Linked DNA regions of Mus musculus: region 1 is linked to region 2. Evidence: chromatin contacts called from public promoter capture Hi-C data. All regions are on one chromosome and are shown on one strand. Each heading gives the region's core, a stretch centred on a gene start, on an enhancer-like site or on the middle of the called end of the contact. The rest is flanking DNA. Distances are from core to core; before and after follow the strand shown. Region 1 has its middle 160 kb from the start of Gm24070. Region 2 holds the start of Max (Max protein).

Region 1 (2,701 bases), core at 56-2,555, 1.0 Mb after region 2:
TCAATATCTAGCCCCGTGTTTTACATAGACAGGAACCCAGCCATTGTTGTTGAATAGAGCCATTGAAATATAGCATTTTAAAAGAATAATTCTGGATGATTAATCTGGCTGTGGCATGTGAGAGAGACGGAAAAGTACAAAGAATGGAAGCAGAGGAATCGCTTAAGTAGCTGTGATAATGTACTACTATGTGACAGCAAGGCCTAGACCATGGTGATGGCTGTGGGGATAGAAACAGAGTATGAAAGACATTTTAGAGACAAAATAAAGGCATAGTGGCAGTGACTGGATAGAGTGGCAGATGGGTGTGGCAGAAACAATAAGCTGATCACCACACAAATCCATGACTTCTAGAGGGTTCTCAACAAGTGACAATCCAGTTGGAGCCTCCCTACCCCAGGCTTACTCACACTTATCTGAACTACACAACTAACATTAGCCATTGAAATGCAAGAGGAAGTTACATATGCTACTTCTGAGTTGGTGTGGCTAAAAACAAATGGGTAGAAATATCCCTGTGACCCCCACAGTGACCTTTTACCAACTCAACCTGGAAAGAAAGAAAGAAAGTTAGGGCCCCAAGAGAGGAAGATGCCTATGTCCCAGAGTGGCTGCCCAGTCGAGAACACTGACAGGCTCTGGGTCAGACCTAACTTGCGTTGAGTCACTGAAACTTTCATGTTTGCTTGTTAGTGCAGCAACTGCTACCTTACTAACAATAAACAGAAAGGGACAGGGACAGTTGTGGATGCTCTTTGGTGGCACTGTCTTAATATAATGAGAGATTTCAGTAGCAGGATCATTTAAGAGGGAAGTTATCAACACCTAACTGAATAACATCCTCACTCGAGGAAATGACATAAACTTGGGATGAGAAGACTTAACTCTGTATTCAGCAGCTCTCCTTAAAAACTAATCCATCTTGTGCTGAAAGATGATTTGGTGCTCCAGAGTGTGTACTGCACTTGCAGAGAACTCAGGTTTGGTTCCTGGCAACCATAACTGGAGGCTCACAAATACTTATTCTAAGGGACCATGATTTTCCGAAGAGTGAGAGATACCCTGGACTCAAATAGTGTGTAAAAGCAAAGAGTGTTTTATGCTGCAGAAATCCAGCATGCTGGGGTCTCCCAATTACCAAGATAAAGAGATAACCAAGTGAGCTCCCAGGCCACATTTACAGCACATTAGTGGAATTCCCGGATAGGTGACCTTCATCCTGCTCCATCTCTAGGGACTTTCCAGAACAGTTACCAGGCACTGGGGGGCTGGAAACTGTTGCTAAGGAAGTCTGGAAACTGCTGCTGACTCATTGTCCTTGCCTCAGGCAACTTGCAGAGCAACTTCTAAGGCCTGGACTTTGCCTGGACTTGCCCAGTTCTTATAAACAGAGATTTAGGCCTTGTCTCCTGAACTGCCAATTTGAAGCCTGTCATGAAATCAACCTAGCCTTTTCTTTATAACCCTAGCTCCAAGGGATCTGACACCCTCTTCTGGCCTCTGTGGGCACTAAACTCACATGCTCAAACCCACATCCCCAGCTTCCCTTTGCCTCAGCCTTTGCTCTCAATTTCCTTATCTGCTGGACAATATGCAGAGAAAAGTCTTGTAAGCAATAAATAGGTATTCTGATGTAAAACATTATTATAACCTTAGCATCCACTGTTAAAACTGTAGGAGGCCATATTGATCTCTTCAATGAGAAAACAATAAATCTTAATAACAGTTACTAAAACTGAACCCTTCCTTACCTCATATAATTTTCATGATATAGATACTATTATTATCATTAATTTATAATGAAAAAAATCTGAAGCACAGATGGGTTATGCAATTTTCCCAAGATCATGTCACTAGTAAGTGGAAAAGTGGGGATCAAGCCTAGGCAGGCTGACCCCCAAATTTTTGCCCTTAACCACCACAGAAGGATGTCCTTTCAAGGCACATCTCCCTCCTCTTAGATGTGAAATCTCAGGTCGTGTCACACAGGTGGTTATGCACTAAATATAGAGTATAGTGACAGAGAAAGCAATTTTCTCCCCGGGAAAATTCTAGTTTCTCATAAAAGGCTGGTTCTGCAGAAAATCACTGAGCTGAGAATGCATAAATTACTAAGGAAACTGAACCAGATATTTGAGCAGAATTTATGTTGATAGAAGAAAAAAACAAAATGAGCCTTCCCCTTGCTGTATCTCTCAAATATGATGCTGAAGGGATAAGCATATGGATTTACTTCAGTATTTCCCAGTTCTCCCCCTGTGATTTTAAAACATATGAAGGTCATCAGGGAGATGGACATCAGTTCCTTGAACCCCTTCCAACGAAAGCACTAGTTTCAGGTGACAAAAAGTTTGCATCAAGGGGAACCTTCATCCCAGAAGCACATAGCATGTAAGCTGGGTGCTGTGAGATGCCAGGAGTGCCCACAACATACCCTTTCCTCCCAAGGCCCCAAGGAAAGTCTCACACCAGCAAAAAAAAATTGTCTGAAGACAATTGACATCAAGTGAACCTCCTTCTGGACAAATCCACCCATGCCCAGGATGGTCCTCTGGAATCCACCTGAAGCCTTAACATAAAGGAATAGGTTTTTATTCACATGTGCTTGAATCTAATCAGAGAAAATGTCATGCTATTTGTGGTGGTTCATGCCTCTTATCTGCCCTTGGGAGGTAGAAGTAATACTATCAGGAGCTCAAGA
Region 2 (2,700 bases), core at 59-2,558:
CTACCATTCACTTCAGAATGCCCTTCCATTTCTCACATATCTCCGCCGCACTGAACACTACAGAACAACTCAGTTCACAGCACAGGCCTCCTCACTTGCCTGCCTACCTACCTACCTACTCACTAGAATCTACCACCTGAATATCAAGAATCATGTGGATTTGCAACGCCCCCCTCCTCCAACCCCAACAGACTCAACCTCACCTTAGCGGTTAAGAGGAGTTTACAAGAGTATTAAAAGTAATAGAACGATCTCTTTTTCTGACTCCAAAAAGAACCAAAACTGAACGGAAATGAAAATGAAATGGAGAGTAGGAGACGTACCGCAGATTGAAACCTCGGTTGCTCTTCCTGGAATAAGAGAGAGAGAAAAATAGAAAATACAGAAGTTATTTTCACACTTCGAATTCAATAATAAGAAAGAAAATGCCGGCGGCGGAGGAAGCAGCGGGTGGGGAGTCAGTCTGACACCCCTCCCTCCCTCTTTCCCCTTCCACTCTCTCCAGCGAGATCCCGTAGCCTAGTTGGGGGGGGGGGGGGGGGGGGTTTCAGGCACTGCCCCTCCTTCTGGGATCCGAACCGGACAAGAGGGATCCGGAACACTGCCTGCTCTCCCTCGATCCCTCTAGGGCGTCAGAGCACTCCCAGCCCCTTCACCCCAAGGATCAACCGGTCACAGGAGGAGGGAGCTCATGGACCCAAAGAGCAAGAGCTGAGCGCTGGTCTCCTTGCCCAGGATCCGGAAGGATAATGGGATCCCCAGCCGGGCAGAGCGGAGAGGGAGGCCTCGACACCCTCCTCCACGGGAGAATGTGGGGGTCCCAGAGGCCGCGTGTCTGCTCCCACCTTCAGTCCCAGGAGGCCTCTCCGGACAGGACTGGAGGGGAGCGAGCCTGGAGCGCGACGCAGGCGGTCCCGGCCCCGGGGGGAGGGGGAGAAAAGGACGGAGGCGGCGGCGACCCGACCCCCTCCCGCCGTCGCCCGGCTGAGAACCCTTGCCGCTGTCCCCGCCTGACAACCCGAACGGAAAGGAAGAAGCCCCAGGACTCACGTCGCTCTCCACCTCGATGTCATCGTTATCGCTCATTTCCTACGGCCCAGGGAGCGGCCACTGCAGCGGCGGCCGGGGAGGGGAGGGGTGGAGGGAAGGGGGAAGTCACCGACAACAACAAGCCGAGTGCCCCCACGCACACACTCACTCACTCGCTCACTCACTCACACACACTCACGCACACACAACACGGGCGACAACCACCTCACTGCAGCACCGGATCAACGGCGGCACGCACGCCCGATCGGCCCCCTAACACGTGACCGGGCTCACCGCGCCGGGGTAGCTGAGACTTGTAGTCCTCGAGCGTCGGATGGGCGAGTGAGAGAGAGCCAGAGAAACTACAAATCCCATCAGGAACCGCACACAGGCTTCGCCAGACTCGCTTGTTGACAGAGCTCAGGGCGCCTGCGCCCCGGGTGTTGGCAGCGAGAAGTGGCGCGGTGCCTCCCGGGAGATGTAGTCCACAGACCGCGAGTTGTCAGGAGATTTTCCTCCCCAGGCGGCGGAGAGGCTGCTGGGAAGACAGGACACGTGGAGGGAGCTGGGCTCCTGGAGCCGGCCACAATTCCGAGCTCTGGGCGCCCGGCCCAAGGGATTGGGTGGAGGCTCGGGGGTTTGGGGGCGGGGGGAGAGAAACTGGCTGCCAAAATAACACTGTCTCTTCTTGGCTAGACTGCTTTTACATTGTCTCGTTTAATGCTTGAGTCGCTCCACTTGCGCCCTGGGGCGTAACCCTCCCGGGAAGGAATCACGCTGTGGCTGACCAGGGGGCGCGGTCGAGATGCCCACGCGGGCCCTCTGTTATCTGGGTTTAAGGTGTTAAGAGACATTACGGGACAAACTAAAGGACCGATTTCGCCGGGTGTCCTTCATCTCAAGAATCTTGCTTTCATTTGTCCGAGAGAACTGTCCTTGCTGGGCTTGAGTGTTTACAAAACCTCTCGTAGGTGCAAGTAAAACCTACCTTCTGTTTGTTGTAGCCGGAGCAGATTAGGGAGTGCCCCAGTTTATAGAGAACTTTAATTAACTGCAAAAAGAATCAAAACGGGAAAGTTGTGCAGCTCCCTGTCCAGTTAAGGTCATACATAATGCAACGAGGTATGAAGTGTAACTACATTGTCCCCACCCGCATTTAGCTAAGTATCTAATATGTGGCAGCCCAGGAATGGCATGATGTGTCCCCTCAAAGACTTCACAGCTTTGAAAGCAAAAACCGGACTACCCTGTCACCATTTTCAGTGTGCACCAGGTCCTCAATGAAACAACAAACAAACAAACAAACAAACAAACAGTAATAATAAGGTCATCTGAGAAATTAACCAGACTACCACTTTACAATTGATCTTCAAAATGAGTGCGGTCTTGAGTTTGATTTATGAGTTAATGTTTTTTGAGTAAAAAATCATTTAACCCCTGACTATTGAGTGCAGAAACTTGGTGGTGTAATACAATCTTTCTGACACCTAGCCCAGGCTGGCCTTAAATGTCCGTGTGGCCAAGCCTAGTGATGAGAACACAGTCATAAGCAGACACTGACTCGTAATAGAAGTCAAGGGCTGTAAGGGAGACAAAGATGGTAAGAGGGTTTTTTGTTTGTTTGTTTGGTTGGTTGGTTGGTTTTTCGAGACAGGGTTTCTCTGTGTAGCC

Evidence for each region. Promoter capture Hi-C pulls out the DNA fragments that hold promoters and counts their contacts.
Region 1: a contact with region 2 is called in a promoter capture Hi-C map of embryonic stem cells, with 2.5 times the contacts expected there. The contact joins the enhancer-like site here to the promoter of Max in region 2. A contact is called at or near these places in 2 of 39 promoter capture datasets (embryonic stem cells and hippocampal neurons) and 8 of 115 datasets of contacts at active chromatin or transcription factors (embryonic forebrain, embryonic hindbrain, embryonic stem cells and 3 more).

The regions. Positions count from the first base shown.
Region 1 is chr12:77,968,891-77,971,591 of GRCm38.p6, forward strand. No RefSeq gene overlaps it. Among named protein-coding and RNA genes, the nearest start is that of Gm24070, 160 kb to the left of the region's middle. Within about 2 kb of position 1,306, at least 41 of the 459 cell types and tissues checked have an H3K27ac peak or open chromatin away from gene starts, as enhancers often do. A contact at or near this core is called in embryonic stem cells, where this site is marked.
Region 2 is chr12:76,960,940-76,963,639 of GRCm38.p6, forward strand. It overlaps Max (Max protein), which reads right to left and starts at 1,309. Exons shown (of 4, transcript NM_001146176.1): 1 at 1,051-1,309. The coding sequence starts at 1,086.